3 separate regions of the Sus scrofa genome follow, and regions 1 and 3 are each linked to region 2. A link is a contact called in public Hi-C and HiChIP or PLAC-seq data. All regions are on one chromosome and are shown on one strand. The core of a region is the stretch at or near the end of the contact, and the rest is flanking DNA. Distances in the headings are between cores, read along the strand shown.

What was found. A called contact is a pair of places that touch in the nucleus more often than the background predicts. HiChIP or PLAC-seq counts read pairs in DNA pulled down with a chosen protein or histone mark.
Region 1: an H3K27ac HiChIP or PLAC-seq map of alveolar macrophages shows a contact between it and region 2. The contact joins the promoter of SNX3 here to the promoter of OSTM1 in region 2. A contact is called at or near these places in 1 of 5 promoter capture datasets (liver), 4 of 47 Hi-C or Micro-C datasets (blood, heart right ventricle and skeletal muscle) and 1 of 2 datasets of contacts at active chromatin or transcription factors (alveolar macrophages).
Region 3: a contact with region 2 is called in a Hi-C map of embryonic fibroblasts, with 1.7 times the contacts expected there. The contact joins the promoter of AFG1L here to the promoter of OSTM1 in region 2. A contact is called at or near these places in 1 of 5 promoter capture datasets (liver), 2 of 47 Hi-C or Micro-C datasets (embryonic fibroblasts and liver) and 1 of 2 datasets of contacts at active chromatin or transcription factors (alveolar macrophages).

The regions. Positions count from the first base shown.
Region 1 is chr1:74,348,382-74,351,124 of Sscrofa11.1, forward strand. It overlaps SNX3 (sorting nexin-3), which reads right to left and starts at 1,354. Exons shown (of 4, transcript XM_021090786.1): 1 at 583-1,354. The coding sequence starts at 678.
Region 2 is chr1:74,179,830-74,182,720 of Sscrofa11.1, forward strand. It overlaps OSTM1 (osteopetrosis-associated transmembrane protein 1), which reads right to left and starts at 1,336. Exons shown (of 6, transcript XM_001927476.5): 1 at 787-1,336. The coding sequence starts at 1,191.
Region 3 is chr1:74,366,111-74,368,998 of Sscrofa11.1, forward strand. It overlaps AFG1L (lactation elevated protein 1), which reads left to right and starts at 1,311. Exons shown (of 14, transcript XR_002343776.1): 1 at 1,311-1,665.

The DNA of each region.
Region 1 (2,743 bases), core at 104-2,603, 170 kb after region 2:
CCCTGAGGTTCTGTTCAGGGAAGCGTACAAACGAGGTGAGTCTGGTAGCTCGGGAAGGGCCTCAAGCAATCAGCTAGGCTTGGCCACCTCGGAGAAAAGTGTCCAGGAAAAGAAAACTGAAAAGGCTTCAACTTTGAGCAAATCCCCTTTCTCAGTCACATTTAGCTCCCTTCCCAAAGAAGAGCTGTGTTCTCGAAAGATCTACCCCTTTCCAACTCAAATGTCATTCCGAGATCAGCTGCCTGAGGGGCAAGCGGCGTTCAACCCACGCCCTCTTCGCGTACCGTCCTCAAGTGCCAGCACGGGGCTCAGGTCACTCTGCAACTCCCAAGCCAGCCCAACACGAAGAGGGGCCCTCGCCCCCGACCCCGCCCGTGGACAGAACTGCCCTACCATGTCAGCCAGCAGCCCCGGACTCAACAGCCAAGGCCGCTAGGGAGACGCGCTCCAGGGAAGGCTAGGGGCACCAGGGAACTATGGGAGGGGTCTCTCTGTAGGGGGGAAAGATGGCCTCACCTTGACCCTGATTTCATAGGTGGTAAAGCGGCCCCGGCCGACCCCCACTGTCTGCGGATTGCTCACATCGATCTCGAGGAAGTTGCTGGGAGGCCCGTAAGCGTCATTCAGGTTCTGCGGCTTGGTGATCAGCCGCCGGGTGTCCGCCACGGTCTCCGCCATTTCGCTGCTGTAGCCGCCGCCGCGGACTCCCTCCGCCCCCTCCGCGATCCACCGACGCCGCCTCTGCTGCCCGCCGCGGGGACACCGGACTCGCGCGCAGCGGTCGCAAGGCGAACGAGCACGTAGAGCGGGCGTTCACCCTTGCGCGCGAAGCTCCTCCCCGCGCCGCTCTGGCTGCTGCCTCTTGAGCCCAAGCAGGAAACAACCCACCCGACGGAACGCTGCGCCCCGAGGCCGGGAGGCCCAGCGGAAGCCACGGAGAGGAACGGCGAGCTCGCCGGCGGAGAAGGAGAGTCACGGGTCTTGTAGGCGCGAACAGATTCCGGCCAGACTACAGCGCCCACAATGCACCGGGCGAGCGCGCCGCTACTGGGCTGCGTCCGAGGTGCTATGGGACCCAGGACCGGAGTGCGGGGGCGGGCGCTTCCTGTCTTTATGTATCCGCCTAGACCTGGAACGGTGAGAAGAACACCGGAAACGATCTTAGAGGCCTTGGTAGCTGCCAGACAAGTTAAACAACGAGATGGAAGAGATTTGCCTGCAAGTGGAACAGAACTGCCTATGCTAACTCAATTCCGACATATCCACTGTCTCACCATAAACCACTGAAAATGCTTTTCTAGATAACCTTGAACATATGCCTCAAATGATGATTTTGATATCAACTTGGAGTCTCACTGGACACGTGTCTGGTTTGGTAAATTGAAGGTGGGAACAACTTAATGACGTCATATCCAACGGTCAAACCGTTTTGGGAGACCGATGGGCTAAAATTAACAGGTAGTATATGGGCCGAAGCCTGCCTTGAATTTCTGATGTTTGAGTGATCTGCAGCTTTCCCCCTTCAGTTACAAAATTTAAGTAAGTTTTTGTTTTGTTGCGTTTTTGCTTTTTTTAGGGCCGCACCTGCAGCACATGGAGAGGTGGAATTGGAGCTGTAGCTGCTGGCCTACACCACAGCTCATGGCACGGCTTGAGATCCTTAATCCACTCAGCAAGGCTAGGGATGGAACCTACGTCCTCATGGATGCTAGTCAGATTTGTTAACCCCTGAGCCACTATGGGAACTCCAGTAGCTTTTTTTTTTAAGGTGATAAAACATCGGTACAGCATTTGAAGTGGAACTCGGATAAACCTTTATCAGAAATGAAAAAAAGACAAAACAATTAAGTAGATCATAGTTGATTGCCAATAAATGCAGACTTTGAGCATTGAGGTAGAAGGATAGATGTCTATTCCTGCCCTGCCTGGGGAGTTATGGCCCTTGATGTTGTTGTATCACAGCTCTTTGTGTGTGTGTGTGTGTTTTATGTTAGATTCAGAAAACCCATTCTCTTTAAATAATCTGATCTGTCCCTTAAGCTGAAAAGTTGTCTGAATCATTAGCAGCCCTTCTTAATAACACTAAGTACAGTTGGTATTAAAAAAAAAATGAGGAGTTCCCGTTGTGGCTTAGTGGTTAACGAATCCGACTAGGAACCATGAGGTTATGGGTTCGGTCCCTGGCCTTGCTTAGTGGGTTAAAGGATCCGGCGTTGCCGTGAGCTGTGGTGTAGGTCTCACACGCGGCTCGGATCCCGCGTTGCTGTGGCTGTGATGTAGGCCAGCTACAGCTCCGATTCGACCCCTAGCCTGGGAACCTCCATATGCCGAGGGAGTGGCCCTGGAAATGGCCAAAAGACAAAAAAAAAAAAAAAAAAAAAAAAAAAGAACACGTAGATTATTTTCAAGAAAACTCTACATTCATTCATTCAATAAATATTTATTGAAGGCCTACTCGGTGTTTTCCACTTTTTTTTTTTTTTTTTTGGCCTTTTTAGGGCCACACCTGCGGCATATGAAGGCTCCCAGGCTAGGAGTTGGCCTGCGCCCAAGGCACAGCAGCGCTGAATCCAAGCTCTGTCTGTGATCTAAAACACAGCTCACGGCAATGCCAGATCCTTAACCCACTGAGCGAGGCCAGGGGTCAAACCTGCAACCTCATGGTTCCTAGTTGGATTCGTTTCCACTGCACCACAATGGGAACTCTGTGTTTTCCACTTCGATACTGGAGGTAAAAAGATGG
Region 2 (2,891 bases), core at 86-2,585:
GGGGTTTTTTTGGGTTTTTTTGTTTGTTTTTTTTAAGGGCTGCACCCACAGCATATGGAAGTTCCCAGGCTAGGGGTCAAATCAGAGCTGCAGCTGCTGGCCTACACCACAGCTCACTGCAACACTGAGTGGGGCCAAGGATGAAACCCTGTGTCCTCATGGACTACTAGTTGGGTTCGATACTGCTGAGCCACGATGGGAACTCCAGCTCCAGACAGTCTAAATCACTAAAATGAACTTTGATGCATTATCTCTTTTAATTCTTTTAACAGTCACATGGGGCAGCTGTTTTTCCTCCATTTTACAAAGGAGGAAACTAAGACTCCAAGATAATTAATCCAAAGTCAAACTGAGAGAAAGTGGTGATCTGAAAATGTTTAGCTACAAAGCTCAAGCTCCTAACCAACATCACACTGTAGTTTCCCCACTTGAATTGGGACTGCAAAAGGAAAGAGTCCTTCCTGGGAACTCCAGGTGGAGATGGGAACAAGCTGTAGCAAAGTGGGAAGAAAAGGTAGGGTTGGGGAGCAGAAGCCCCAAGAAAACTAATCATTCCTATCTGCAAACATGTACCAAGAAGATGCACAAAAGGAACCAGGGAGGCAAAAATCCAAACGCCATGCTCTAAAATACCACCCACTTTTTTGATGCCCCTAACTCCACAGTTCTAATCAACCCCTTTGTCTCACAGATGGGGAAACTGAGGCCCCAGAGGTAACCATCATTACATCCTCCTCCCTTCCCAACCATCCACGCCAGAGGTCACGGGTGTATTCTTCTACCCACCCCCACGGCTCGGGTGATGTTGTCCATCTTGTTGGCGACCTGTTGGAAGAGGAGGTAGCAGGTCTGACAGAGGCGCACCGGCCGGGCGCTGCGCACTAGACACCCAGTCAGCTCTGAGCTGCTGTGTGCGAAGTCCAGCAGCAGCTCTCGGCACTCGGGATCCAGATCCGGCAAGTCTGGGGGTAGTGACAGTGGTCCCAACCTTCCGCCCTGCAACAGAGCAAGGGACAAGTCCTCCACCTCCAGCAACTGCTGCTCCGACAAGAGGTCGTGGAGAACCTGGTGCGGACTGCTGCCCAAGGAGAAGGTGCCTAGAGCCAGCCCCGACCACAGCAACGCCACCAGTAGCAGCCGCGGCAGCAGCAGCGATGACCTCTGCCGCGCGACTGTCCCGTCCGGGTCCATCGCGGGGTTCACAAACCCCAGGGCGCAGACCTCCGCCTCTCTGCCCGGAGTCGGTCCTTTGGACAGCCGCCGCTTCCGGCTTCCTTGGGCGCAGGCCGCGAGCCGGGTCACGAGGTGCGCGCGTCACCGCCCCGCCCCCGGCGCGCGACGCCCCGCCCCATTGGCTGCCGAGAGCCTCTCGCGCCGCCGGGCGAGCGCGCGTGCGGGAGCGCGCACACACTAGCGGCTGCTTGTGCCCGGCGGGTGTCCAGCACCTGACAGAGGGGCGCGCGAGACCCGCTGGCGTCCGGCTGTGAAACACCGAGCAAAGACTCGCCCGCCCTGTGAATACTGGCGTCTGCCGTTGAGCAGTTAAATCTCGGGGGTCTTGCCCTCGGCTGCCCATCGCTTTGGAAGTTCAATCCGTTCTCGAAGTCTGAGGAGTTAGGTACCACAGAAAGACCGACGGCCTCCGCCGTGGGAATTACGAGTGAGTTCTCTGAGAAAGCCTGCTGGCAGGTGCCTTTGCAGGTTTTTTCCTTGGCGTTTCTTAGCATAACTTCCCCCTCAAACTATGTGGAAAGTTTATTGCGGTTGTTTATTTTTGGTTGTGGAGCTTAGTGGCTTTCGAGCTCATTGTTAACTCCGAACTGTGTCAGCGCTGACCCATTGACTTCCTAGGGTGATGGAAAGATTCTCTATCTGGGCTAATGTGGTAGCCACTAACCACTTGTGGCTGCTGATCACTTGTAATGTGGCTACTGCGACCAGGGAACTGAATTGTTAAACTTTATTTAATTTGAATGTTAAATAGCGCAGCTGACTAGCTGTGCTGCGTTGGACAGCGCAGGTCTTAGTTCTCTCACCCACTGTGCAGCCTGGGCCTAGGATGGCAAATATCCAGGTTTCCTTGCGACTGAAGGGGTTCCTGGGTGCATCATAAACGTGCATCCAGTGCGAAATCCTGGAAAATCCTGGGCAGACCCCTGGACTTGAAACTCGCGTCCAGTTTCTGACATGCCCAAGGCAGTTGCTGCGGGGACCTTCCCTGAAAAGCGTCCTGATACCACTACTGGGCTGTAAAAAGAATTTAAGCTAATGACCTGGAAAACGGTTTTCTGAGGAGTATCTGATAAGCAGATTTGTTAGAAAAATTATTTCCTTGCTGTTTCATGTCATCTTGTTTTCATTTTTGCCTTGTAAATTGCAGGGCTACTGTACTAATTCCTGTTCATATTATGGTGCTAATTCATGTTTCTGAGCGTTGTTAGAGTTACTTTTCTAGCCACTCTGTTTGATTATTGTTTTGTGTTCCTAATGGGAAGGGGAAAGGATCTATCATTTCTTTAACATGTCCCTTTAATTTATTCTTTTACAAGAATAAAATAATTTTTTATTGTTCTAGTACAAACAATATTGCAGGTAATACTTGTATCTACACAAGGTTAGTATGTATTTAAGATAAATTCCTAGAAGTAGACTTGCTGGTCAGAGAGTATGTTCATTTGTGATGTTGATTGTGCTACATTACTTTCCATGTAGGTTTAACAATTTACTCATAATGGTGCCTAAAGAACTCTTAAGAATGGTAACTCTAATACATAGGAAGACCAAAAAGTTACCGGATGACATTTGAGAAAGTCAAGACAACTTATTTTCCTGGGGTGGCTAATGTCTAGGTTTGCTTGGGACTGAAGGGGTTCCTGGGGTGCAGCCCAAAC
Region 3 (2,888 bases), core at 61-2,560, 190 kb after region 2:
TTGTTTTTTTAGGTTTATTGAACTATAGTTAATTTATAAGACTGTGATAATTTCTGCTGTACAACAAAGTGATCCAGTCACGCATATACATAGATTCATTCTCTCTCGGATTCTTTTTCCACATAGATTATCACAGAATACTGGGTAGAGTTCTCTGTGCTATATAGCAGGTCCCCATTGGCCAGTCCTTCCATATACCTCAGTGCGCATATGCCAATCCCAAATTCCTAGTCCATCCCTCCCACTCCTCAACCTGTCCCCTTTGGTAATCATAAGTTTTTCAAAGTCTGTGAGACCGTTTCTGCTCTGCAAATAAGTTCATTTGTACCTCCCCCCCTTTATTTAAGATTCCACATAAAGGTGATTTCATATGATGTTTGCCTTTCACTGTATGGCTTAGAACGATAGTTTCTGTGTCCATCCATGTTGCTGTAAATGGCATTATTTTGTTCTTTTTTTTATGGCTGAGTAATATTCCATTGCATATATGTACCAAATCTTCTTTATTCATTCCTCTGTTGATGGACATTTAGGTTGCTTCCATGTCTGGCTATTGTAATAGTGCTGCAATAAATATTGGGGTGCATTTATCTTTTCAAATTATGGTTTTCTCTTGATAGATGCCCAGGAGTGGGATTGCTGGATCATATGGTAGTTCTATTTTTTGTTTTTTGAGTAACCTCCATACTGTTTTCCATAGTGGTTACATGAGTGTACATTCCCATCAACAGTGTAAAAGGATTCCTTTTTCTCTACACCCTCTCCAGCATTTATTATTTGTAAACTTTTTGATAATGGCCATTCTGGCTAGTGTAAGGTGGTACCTCATTGTAGTTTTGATTTGCATTTCTCTAATAATTAGTGATGTTGAGCATCTTGTCATGTGTTTTTTGGCCATCTGTATGTCTCATTTGGAGAAATGTCTATTTACATTTGCCCATTTTTTTGACCGGGTTGTTTTGGATTTTTGATATTGAGCTGCGGGAGGTGTTTATATATTTCAGAGATTAATCCCTTATCAGTTGTTTCATTAGCAAATATTTTCTCCCATTCTGTGGGTTGTCTCTTTGTTTTGTTTATGGTTTCCTTTGCTGTGCAAAAACTTACATTTTATTTAGGTTTTGGAGTCTCAGTCAGGTATGCTAACCTAAAAGGCTCAGGGGGGGTTACTTTACACGTCGTAATCCCGTTCCAATTCCTTGAAAGTGTTGTGGAATCCTCGGCTGCCTTCGCTGGGCGGAGAAGTGCCCCTCCCCCCAAGCCCAGAGCTGCCTGCCCCGCACCGCCTTCGGCGCCACCGCACTGCATGCTGGGAGTCGTAGTTGCAAGTGTCTGCTCTGGAAGAGAGATCAGAGGGCATGGGAGTCAGCCCGCCCCCTAGCTACTTGAGCTTGCGTTTTTTCCGCTTCTCTCTTTCGTTCTCTCACGGGCGGAGCCTTCTGTGAGCACTGCAGGATTTGTCGGTGCTACCGTCTTTCTTCTGGGTTTCAATAAAGTTTTCCTTTTGCTCCCCTTGTACGGAGCTCAAGATGGCGGCCTCCTGGTCGCCCTTGGTTACCCTCCGCTTAGCGCAGAGCCGGTTGAGAGGGAGATGTGTTGGGTGCAGGGCCTGGGCCGCTGCTCTCGCCCCTCCGGCCACCGCCCCTGGAAACTCTCTCTGTAAAGGTCAGTGACTGTGCCTGGAGTAGGCCGAGCCGACTGCATAGGACCGGGGCAGTCACCCTCACTCCTCGAGCTGCCCGAGCGCCTACTTGGTTCATAATTTTCGAGAGGTTTTCTCGAGAGGAGTTTCATGCTCTCTTGCATTTTCTGTTACAGTCTGCTGATGAAGGAGCCCTGGGCACTGAGGGAGGTGGCTGAGAGTGACCTTCATTTTGAGGGTTCAGAGGTCGACTCAGGGTTCGTTCCCTCCCACATGTTAGAAAGTTGAGACCTTGTAAGCCCAAGTGGGGGAGTACCTGGCTTGAAAGGATGCCAAGTGTCAGGTTAAGGCCTGGGGACTCTTCATCCTGCGCCTTTCCTGTTGACCTGGGACTGTACCTAAAAGCCAAGCCTCTGACGCTTGCAGGCCCTTTTGGCTCTCTGGCTTCTGGGAGTGCAAGTGTCCGAGCATTCCCAGACTGAGAGATTGATTCTTTTTGTTCTTTTCAAATTACTAGAGGCTTCAGCAAGGTCACTTTGTCACCAGGCTTGCTTCATATATTCATTCATTCATTCAAATTGTTACGTGTTTCCAAATGAATGAACCTATATTTTGAGTAATCAAGCCCACAGGAGTGATAATTTTACTGCTCTATTCATATACTCCCACTAAATCAGGGCTACTCAATGGCAAGGACCAGGTGTCATTGGTTCTTCAGCACTTAGCACAGTGTTTGGTGCCTGATGGGCAGATATGTTTTTGAACGAATAACATTATTCTTATTGCTCACTCATCCAAATTCTTGAACGCTTTCCTTTTTTTAAATTTTTTTTAAATCTTCAGGCATCCCTCCCCATACATCTTAAAATGATTCGCATTGGCTAATTTAGCTAAAACTATCAGTCTTTGATTGTTATAGTCGATAAAGTTGAAATTGATGCTAGAACTGTGACTACAGGTTTTTCTGCAAAGTTTAGTGTAATCCACTTATATAATGGAATATTTTGGTAGCATGAGATTTCCATCATAATATAAACTATTGTTAAATTTTGAACTAGACAATTCAAGCAAATGCTACAAAATTCAAAAGGGAAAAGAAAGAATATGGTAAAGCGTTGACTTTTTTCCACTCCTATTCCATAGTCACTCAGTTTGCCTTTCCAGAGGCAACTCCTAATACTTGTTTCTTATGTATTTTTCCAGAGACATTCTGTTTATATACAATCATATGTTTATAAATATGTGT